2 separate regions of the Zea mays genome follow, and region 2 is linked to region 1. The links are chromatin contacts, called in public Hi-C maps. All regions are on one chromosome and are shown on one strand. Each heading gives the region's core, a stretch centred on a gene start, on an enhancer-like site or on the middle of the called end of the contact. The rest is flanking DNA. Distances are from core to core; before and after follow the strand shown.

Region 1 (5,176 bases), core at 1,289-3,788:
TATAGCAATGCGTTTTAGGGCGTTCGCGGTGCTCCATTTTGTTTGTATAGTCCCATTCAGAATTGGAGCGAAGGAACTACGTGAAGTTGCAGGAATTGGAAGAAAAGATTGTTCGAGTGTCATTCTCTGTCCATTGAGCTTGCATCGTTCAGTTGATTTCAGTGCTGCCGATTTCCAAAGTGTTCTGGAAAAAAAAGTTAGATTGATTAGTGGATCTTGCGCAGCTTCGTGGCTCGTCGTGGAGCTAAAAGCGCTGTCGCGCTCGTGATTGCCTCTGTGAGGTTGAGGCGGGTGATTCCCGTTCCCGATTGTTGGTTGAGTTCGGTGAGGTCACGTGGACGGATCATGGATGGATGGCACAAGTGATTCGATCCGGGGTGGCGATCTGCACCAGGCTTTTTCCAGCGCGATCCGCAGCACGGGTGCACCGGTGCGAGGCGTCAATGTGCGATTAGTGGCGATGTGCTGCCGTAGGCGCCATTCGCGCCGGTCCGCTGCACTGTTGGACCGTGGTGCCGTCGTGCCCACTGCCCAGCCCAGGTGCTGCTGCTTGCCTCCTCTTCTGCTTTGAGATACTTGCCCGTCCCCCCCCCCCCCCCCCCCCCCCCTTTTTTTTCTACGCGTGTCAGCTCCAGAAGAACATCGCATTCGACGTTACCATTAGATTACAATAATAACGGGACCAGCGAGGATTGCCGTGATGCGAGGTTGCAAGCACTGCAGATTCATCTTGCTCCACAGAAGCACAGAGAGAGGACCAGCACGGCTGCCGATTGAGCGCAGGAGATCGATCACGATGGTAACGAGCGATCTGCTAGATTTAAATATAGTAGGCATTAACATTTTATTTAGTCAAGGTCTTGTTTGAATGCGAACGAGAAAAGTTGGGCCCTTTTATGTAGCAGCAAACAAAAATGAATAAAGAGAATTAGATAGTGGACATCATAGCATCGTCCATTACTAGTAATTTATGAAACTAATAAATCAGTTGTCAGTTACTACTAAAATTTATTAATTAATTTATAAATATAGTTCGTATATATATCGATATTTATTATCATTCATTACCAAGAAAAGTGGGCTACAAGCCTACAAAGAATTATATTTTAGAACGAAAAGAGTAATAGTTATCATGAACCACTAACACATAAATATCACCTTGCGCATTATACACTTAGCACTCATTAAACTATTAACATACACATTACAACTATCGGTAACTATAGCCTTAAATGTTTTTACTCTACTTAATTTAATTGTGAAATAAAAATAGATCAAACCCAATTAAATCTGGTCAGAATCTTCTCAGGTCGCCGGACGAGTACATGGCCACACCCCTACACACCGACGCGGAAGGAGGTAGCGGTAAGCGGCCAGCTCGGCGGCTCCTCCGCTCCTTCCCCCGTGCGGCTCCGCGGATGGATGCGAGATCACACCAAGTTCCCCTAAAGTCAAGGCCCCAAGCCCCTCGAGTCATCTAAATTTTTTGCACACTCGAAAGCTGCCAGACAGGGCGCGGCCAGCGTCGGGACATGGAACGAGAGCCTTGTTGGGTGGGTGCCCGACAGGTTGACCCTGAGCCCCCCTGGCCGCAGCTGGACTTGCTGGGGATCGCCTGACCGTCGTCCGGTCCGTGGAGCAACATGGTGAGACAGACGCGAGTGTCGCTTGCTACTTGCTAGGGACACGTCTAGTTCAGGGACCTTCCGAACTGTGCAGGCAATGGGCTCCCGTCCTCCAAGACCAAGCACAACACATCTAGCAAGGACAGTGCATCAACTCGTGCTAGTGTTGTTACCTGAATTGTTCAGAAAATTGAAAGGAATGGACCGTTTGAATTTGGTTCCAGCACAGAGATTTTGACAGGCTATCAGCACGGGACCCCACTTAGGTTTTGTTCAGTTATTCCCGATACACATGGATTAGATGGGATTAGGAAAAATTAAAAAGTCTGACTTGTTTAGTATTCAAACCCATCAAATCTCACTCAATCCACATGTATTGAGAGTTAACCAAACAAGCCCTTAATTAAAGTAGTTGCTTCTTCGCTAACATCAACATGGACATTTTTTGTCACAAACGCACATCCCGGCTTGCAAGCATGTATAGTACTCCCTCCGATTTAAAATATAATTCATTTCACTTTTTTAACCATAATTTTGACCCCTCGTCTTATTCAAAAAAATCATGAAAAGATGAAAATTTAATTCATATATTAAGTATATTTGATAATAAACAAAACCACAATGAATTATTTGTTTTTTCTATAATTTTTTTGAATAAGACGAGTTGGTAAAACTTGTGATAAAAAAGGCAAGTGAATAATAAACTGGGACGGAGAGAGTATTTGCTTTAAAATACATCTGTCTAGTGTTTAGTCCATAAGCAGGTATTATTGATACAAATATTAGAAGGAAAAGGGGACCCCAAAGCAAAGAAAATGCAAAAAAAAAAAAAGAGCTAACTAAACCTGCTGGCATGCACGCGGCGATAGGCCTTTACCCAGTTCGCACGTTGGGTTGCCCGTGGCAGATTTTTATGGGCTATCCATTACTGGGCCACTAGCTAGGCTATTCGGGCAGGAGACGAGTACGAGCATGTCGTCAAGGTTCGCAAAACGTCGGGCCGGCGGCCGGCCGATAATGTTCTGCGAAAGGCCGGGATTGGCGCCGCAGAAATGGCTAGGCCAGTTTCCAGTACTATTCTGTGTTCAAAACTCCTCTATGTCCCTGAATAAATTGTTTTGCTAGAGTTTTAAAAAAATTAAACTTCGATATTTTTCTAGAAAAAACGCTAAAACATATAATATTATATTAGTATCGTTAGATATCATCGTATCACACATAATATATTTTATAATATACTTATTTTATATTATAAGCACTATTTTTTTTGTAAAGTTTGTTAAACCTAAGATAGTTGACCTATACGAATCTTAGAAATTAGTTTACCTAGAGACTGCGAGAGTGAAGAAATTTTATCGCCCTATAAAACTCTTATTATATTTTTTCTATTTTTCTTATGCCATGTCAGATTCGTTTAACGCCACGCCCTAAAACTCGTAAATCCCTACTGAAAGAAGACAGGTACAAACGTGGGATCAGGTCAAAATCAGGTCGTGGTTATTTAGCATGGTTCGTAAATCCCTAAGGCCTTGTTCGTTTATGTCGGATTGCAACCGGAATCGTTCCAGCTAATTAAAGTTTATATAAATTAGAAAAGCAATCCGATTAGGAAATCGTTCCGACCCACCAATCCGGTACAAACGAATAAGCCCTAAAACAAATACGGTTGGTTGGGTCGGGTCTGACGATCCATAATTAGGTTAATTGAAAGTGGTTTTGACGCTTACCGGCAGGCCCATCGGATAGAAAGTAACAGTGAAACGTTGCTAAAATCATAAGCATAATGCAGAAATTTATAGAAATACCCGCGGCTGAATTCTGACATGGCCTGCGCATGGATTGGCTACAAATGTAGTTAGGTCCGCGCCTCGACATCTCTCAATCTCTGCCTTTTATCATTCATTCATCCGGTGCCTAGCGAGCTAGAGAGAGTGGTTTATTGCGATCCGTCTTGCACGAACACGTGCCGGCCGCTCTTTTTCTTTCACCGCTGGTTCTGCACGGCTGCCGCACTGTTGCCGCCGCTCGAGGGGTCGAGGCCTGAGGCCGTAGGCCTCGTGGCCGTGGGCCTGTGCTGCCGCGTGCGTGCATGGCTGCGTTGGGTCATGGCGGAATAGTTGACGCACCAGCACAGTTGAATAGTTGACGGCACTAGCATATATCATTTGAGCTGGACCAGGTGTGTGTCCTCCTGGCTGGCAGCTACATGCTGCTTTGTTTTGGTCTGAAAGAACCAAAGAATCCGGCCTGCCGAAGGCTCTGGTCTGGTCAGCCGCCAACCGCTCCACCATCATGCATGGTACTACGCAGATGAATCAGGCATGGCTGCGCGGCGGAGTCTCATGTGCTTATCCTTGCTTCTGGACATGGCGCAGGACCACACCTAGTAGTGCACAGTGAAATGGCCCCGGAGTTGGCCACACATGACTGAGCAAAAAGAGCTACTACTTAATTACCTGGATGTTCAGTGAACAATAATGTTTTCACACTGACGAATGCTTTTGTTTTCCCCCCTTGCAGCAGCAAGGACACACAGGCACACAGCACACACATATGGCTCCATGTCTGTTTTGTTTCAGCCTTTGAGGCACTGTTAGTGAGTGGTGGAGTGAGTGATTTTGCCTGTGTCCTTGTGCATTGGCTGCCGTGCACAAATCTTGACCGTAAAAAGCTACTGCGTGATCCAACCACTAACCCCCGCGCCAGTTAGTTTTTAACGGTTTCAAGCATCCCTACCCCAGTGGCAGAGTCAGTGTACCGCACTCCCTTTTTTTTCCAAGCTGTTTGTTCAGTCCAGTGCTGCAAAAAGTAACCGTGCGAGTGCTTGCGTCGCGCATGCGTACGTGCTTCCTTATTTAATTGAGGGTGTTTGGTTGAAGAATCAATTCATTCTAGATGACATGAGATGATGTATCATGAGTCTATTAATGTGGATATTATCACTAATTGTTAACCTATGAGAGATAAAATGGTGATGGATAAAATCATTTTATTCCCAAAACCAAACAAGACAATGAGGATGAATAAGAAAATGATGTATGGGCTACTTTATTTTTCAAACCAAACCTGCTTTAAGTGTGGTCATTGTAAAAAAAAAACACCACATGGGCAGCGAGTGAGCTCAAATGCGCTTTGAAATCGACGGTGCAGAGAGGAGTTTCCTGCCTGGGAGTGGGACCGACAGACCGGCCACCCCCACCCCACACACACCCGTATCCACTGCTACTACTACGCAGCAGGCAGCGATCTTTGGCAGACCTTTGCGGTCTGAAAAGATAAAAAGAAAAAAAAAGAAACGCCAAGGAAAAAGGAAAAGAAGAGGGGAGAAGCAAGAACAGCAGCAGACGATAGAGAGGCGAAACGAAAAGCAGTAAAGCGGGGTGAAAGAAAGAAATCCATGGCGAACGAAAGCTGGGCTACAAAGATTCAAGGGGGAGATGCACGCAAAAGCGGCGGGGCAAAGCGAGCGAAAGGGATATGCGAATCAGTTCGTGGCCTGCACGAGGCGGAGAGCCGGTTGTTGTGGTTGTGGCTGGCTTTCACTCGAGGCA
Region 2 (5,176 bases), core at 1,199-3,698, 170 kb after region 1:
TTGCCTGAGCCTTACAGTACATAACCGGCCACGGCCCACTGACAGCTAGCAGCAGCGTGGAAGAGGGACTGAGTTGGGATTTAATTTCGCCTGTGAAGTGAGCGATCCATCCAGTCGGCGGATTTGAGGCAACCCGACACCGCAAAACCCACTCGTCATCGGCGGCAGTAGCTAGGCGCGGTAGAAAGATGATAATTTGCGAGCGGCGACAAACAGGCCGAGAGAGCTGACAAAAACTAGCACTTTCGACTTTGACGGAGGAGTGTGGGGACTGTAATGATTGCTGTTTCCTTGAATATTAGTCGTACACGTATGTTGTGGTTGTTAATATATTTTTTTTAAAAAAAAGGTCGGCAAAAGATTCGCCGAATTATATTAATAGAAGAAAGATATAAAAAAAAAGAACATGTGCTCAGGGACCAGCTGCTGATTATATTAATAGAGGAAAAAGTCGTGTCTATCTGTCAAGGTCATTGTTAAACGCCAAACGATGTCGCTGAACGTCTCTTTGATGAGGCGAGGGACCTCTCTCGGTCGTCGCTCTTTCCGCGAAAGAAAAAAAAAATGATTTTCAGTTTCTTTCCTTCCATATATGTTTTTCTCTCTCTTCTTCTTCTGACCAAAAACGAGAATTTATTTCAACGGCATCTCGCTGGGACGAGATGAAAGTAGATGATCTAAGGCTGTCTCCAACAACGTTCCCTAAATTTGATCCCCTAAAGGAATATTCTTTGTCCTTTACAACACTCTCTAAAAGATTCTGTACTCTATATCTTCTTCATCTCCAGCAATATCCCCTAAATTTCATCCTCTATATCAACAGTGTCCTAGATTTGACATTCTATATTATTTTTTACTACTCGTCACCACGTGACCGTACAGACACAAAAAGGTGCACAGTGTATAGAGCACCCTCTACAGGTAGGGGACGCATGCCATCCTCTAAATTTTAGAGGACGTTTTAGAGTTCCTTGCTGGATGGATAAAGGACCTGACCGTCCTCTATATTTAGAGTACAGAACCATTTACAGTCTCCTGCTGGAGACAGCCTAAAGATCTGTGTTGCTAGTAGATGAGCTGTGGTGTTGATTTGCCTTTGGGATGTTCAGAACGTTGAAGAAGCGCTGCGGTGGAGATGAGTGTGATTTGTTCGTCACCAACTGTTTTGTTATCTGACAAGGAATTGGCGCTCCGGGAGTGCATACGGGCATACGGCGCAGCACCGTAGGTCCGTAGCAGCTGCTGCTAGCTAGTGCAGCTGTGCAGACGCCTCTGCCGTGATCACCGACGGAGCGGCTTGTCGAGTTTTCCATGCATCTATATGTTGCCTGCGCTTGAAGGTTTTGAATAAAACCATCTACTATGAGAATTTTGCCCTGCATCGGAGTCCACACAAAATACAAAGAACCGATATTTTTTGGTCCAGCTTTAGTCTTTCTGAAGATAAGATAGGAATGCAGTCGAACATAATTTTTCCCCCATACCAGCTGGCAGTTGACAGGGATGCACGCACAGCTGGCAATGCAGTCGAACATTTTTTCCCAAACCTGTGCGCCGAAGAGGTTGGAGTGCAAACCAATTTCTCCAGCACTTTCTGTCAATCGAATGTCATATGGCTTGATCCACAGGCGGAGAGACCGCAGAAACACACATACGCAGCAATTATCACCTGTGGCTCCAAAACGAGGCGATTAACCACGCATTCACACCTCTTGCACGCGACGGACGGACGATGCGCGTACTGAAAAATGTCATCGACAACATGAAACCAACCGGACACTACACCAACATTTTTGGTTCCTGCGTGTTTCGGGAACACACTCTTTCCAACAATACCACGTCACCAAAAGTGTCATGAATCCAATGCAAACTTTCATTTTACTATTTCATAGATTAACATACTAATTAAATGCTTACAACTAAATTACCAATACAAATTAGTAAAATATGTCAAGATGAAACAAATTATTCTATCAAAAAGTGTATCATCCACATGAAACCAATTTCGTCCCATAAAACTCATTTATCTTAAATGTTATGTCATATCGCCCAAAATACTGAAATGACACCCTATTATATGTGCATGAAACTTCCATTAAACTTCTACTACTGAAAATAGCCTAATTCTATCAAAAAGAATATTTAAAGATCTAAAAAGGTAAGGTAATAAAACGTTCCTGCAAAGTGTGAACGCGACTACTCGCTTTTCCTCATTGACACGGAATCTGCACGAATTACTTGCCAAAACAAAAACCTGCAAAAGTGGGACACCGCCACACGTCTCTAAGTGGTCCCGGTGCGCGCAGAGAGTCGCATGGACCTGGTCCATGACATTTTACCCCGGAATGGCAGCCACACGCGCTCCACTACAAAACAGGCCGGCCTCGCGTGCCATGCGATGTTGTTCCCCAGGCGCAGCAGCACGGCAGTCCTCCGTTTCCTCCTCGTCGCTCGCCCCGGTTGTCTCCTCCTCGACCTCCCCCGTCGCGACACCGCCCGATCTCTCTAGCGCACGGCGGACGGAGAAGAGGAGGAGGGGGGGACGATCTCATTCATCGGACCGGCGTGCCTGTGTCGTCTGCTGTTTTCGTTATTTTTTCTTTACTCTTTTTTTTTCTTCCTCCTTTGCTTGTTCAATTCAATCAGTATAATAAGATTTCTGATTTGGGGGCGGCTCGCCATGGGATTCGGAATGGGGAATAATAACAACGGGGCGAGCTCCTCGTCGTCGAGGCTGGACCCGGCGGCGCCGCTGCTGCCGCGCCACGGCAGCAGCGGGGGCCGCGAGGGTGGTGGCCTGTCGTCGCAGCCCAAGACGTTCGCCAACGTCTTCATCGCGGTGGTCGGCGCCGGCGTGCTGGGGCTGCCGTACACCTTCTCGCGCACCGGGTGGGCGGCGGGCTCGCTGCTGCTCTTCTCCGTCGCCGCGCTCACCTTCTACTGCATGATGCTGCTCGTTGCGTGCCGCCGCCGCCTCGCCGACGAGCACCCTAAGATCGCCTCGTTCGGGGACCTGGGGGACGCCGTGTTCGGCGCGCATGGGCGGTTCGCCGTGGACGTGATGCTGGTGCTCAGCCAATTCAGCTTCTGCGTCGGCTACCTCATCTTCATCTCCAACACCATGGCGCACCTCTATCCGATTACCGCCGCGGCCTCGTCCTCCTCCGCGCTCCTCTCCCCCAAGGCGCTCGTCATCTGGGCGATGCTGCCTTTCCAGCTGGGGCTCAACTCCATCAAGACGCTGACGCTGCTCGCGCCGCTCAGCATCTTCGCCGACGTCGTCGACCTCGGCGCCATGGGCGTGGTCCTCGGCCAGGACGTCGCCGCCTGGCTCGCCAAGCCCGTGCCCGTGGTCGCCTTCGGCGGCGCAGGCGCGCTTCTCTACGGGCTCGGCGTCTCCGTGTACGCGTTCGAGGGCATCGGCATGGTGCTGCCGCTGGAGGCAGAGGCGGCGAACAAGAGCAAGTTCGGCGTCACGCTCGGGCTGTCCATGGCGTTCATCGCCGTCATGTACGGGCTGTTCGGCGTCATGGGCTACGTCGCGTTCGGCGACGCCACGCGGGACATCATCACCACCAACCTCGGAGCCGGGTGGCTGTCGGCCGCCGTGCAGCTGGGGCTCTGCATCAACCTCTTCTTCACCATGCCGGTGATGATGAACCCCGTGTACGAGGTCGCCGAGCGCCTGCTCCACGGCAAGCGGTACTGCTGGTGGCTTAGGTGGCTGCTGGTCGTCGTCGTCGGACTCGCCGCCATGTACGTGCCCAACTTCACGGACTTCCTGGCGCTCGTCGGGAGCAGTGTCTGCGTCCTCCTCGGGTTCGTGCTGCCGGCCTCGTTCCACCTCAAGGTATTCGGCGCCGAGATGGAATGGCCCGGAGTGCTGTCCGATGTCCTGCTGGTCGTGATCGGCCTCGCGCTCGCCGTGTTCGGGACGTACACGTCGCTGCTGCAAATCTTCCAATCGTCAAGCGCTTGATCGACGCGCGTTCCGCTGCGCGTCGATCATCGCATTCTCCAGGGCAACTACGATACATGTGTTGAGTGTTGTTCGTGAGTGGCTTGTATTGGACGGGGGAAATCTGTACGCTTTTCGTACCACAGATTTCAGTTACTCCCGGTAGCAGTGTATGTGTATGCGTCCTAGATGTTCCTCCTGCTGTGCACGATGGGGGATACGATGAAAGGACAAGATTTTCACTTCGTGGAAAAAGCTTATTTTGCTGTTAAGTGCCAACGTACTTCATGCATCCAGTGCTAATTTCAATTGTGAATTGGCCCCTTGGCCCTTCGAGACAGGCCAAGCAGCTAGGACAAACGGATCAATTCGAGTTTGTACGCTCGTAATTTCGGTTCCCTTTTCATTTGGAAGGCCAATTTGGATACGCAACTGGGACAAGTTGTATCACCACTTGTCAAGGTGTACTCAATTCAGTTCCCCAGAATAAAAATGTGACTTCACACGACAGAACAAGCGGATAGTGAAGAAAATTCTGTTCTATCTCAGCACTGCAGAGATGCAACATAATTTTTGCTCTTTCCACCCGCATCAGGGTGGCCGGGTGCAAACTTCAGCAAATATTGCTAGCATCTAGCATCACCCTAACATCTTATGAGTGGTAGATATGAAGGGGGCTGGCCTCGAGCCTCTCCTACCTCTCCTACGTCTGTGAAACTATATTGAATATAGAGGTATATTATAAAGGAGAAAGGAGAAGAAGAAAAATAAGCTCCCACTCATTTGGTGAAAGAGGTGGAGAATAGAGGAGAAGGAAAGAGAAAGAAAAAGAGAGGAAATTAAACCTTTCTAAAGCTACTTTGGGAATCTCGTATCCACTTCGGGATTGGAGGCGATTATAGTGGAAATGAGTTAATTTTCTCTTCAATTATCTTCAATCCCGAAGAGAATTTAAATTTCTAAACTAGCCCACACTCATCTCTAGGAAATTAGCCTCCCTTTGTCCATTTCTCGATCCACCTGATTCCTATCACATCATCATATCGAATGTTTTCTGCGGATAAAGGTTAAATAAAAAGATACTTAATTCATAAAATTACATTAATTAAAAAAATAAAAATAAACAATCCATAAAACAAATAAAAATTATCTTGCTTAAAAAATATAAAAATTACATAATTCATAAAATAAAATCTACTTCAAGGGCGTAGATTCTAA

The links. Hi-C and Micro-C count contacts between places; a contact is called where the count stands out from the background.
Region 2: a contact with region 1 is called in a Hi-C map of bundle sheath, with 1.7 times the contacts expected there. The contact joins the promoter of LOC100274361 here to the enhancer-like site in region 1. A contact is called at or near these places in 4 of 25 Hi-C or Micro-C datasets (bundle sheath, ear, endosperm and 1 more).

The regions. Positions count from the first base shown.
Region 1 is chr5:198,312,298-198,317,473 of Zm-B73-REFERENCE-NAM-5.0, forward strand. No RefSeq gene overlaps it. Among protein-coding and RNA genes, the nearest start is that of LOC103627529, 34 kb to the left of the region's middle. Within about 2 kb of position 2,539, at least 19 of the 20 cell types and tissues checked have an H3K27ac peak or open chromatin away from gene starts, as enhancers often do. A contact at or near this core is called in bundle sheath, ear, endosperm and 1 more, where this site is marked.
Region 2 is chr5:198,477,549-198,482,724 of Zm-B73-REFERENCE-NAM-5.0, forward strand. LOC100274361 reads left to right here and starts at 2,449. Exons shown (of 1, transcript NM_001156021.2): 1 at 2,449-4,216. The coding sequence starts at 2,681. The coding sequence ends at 3,979.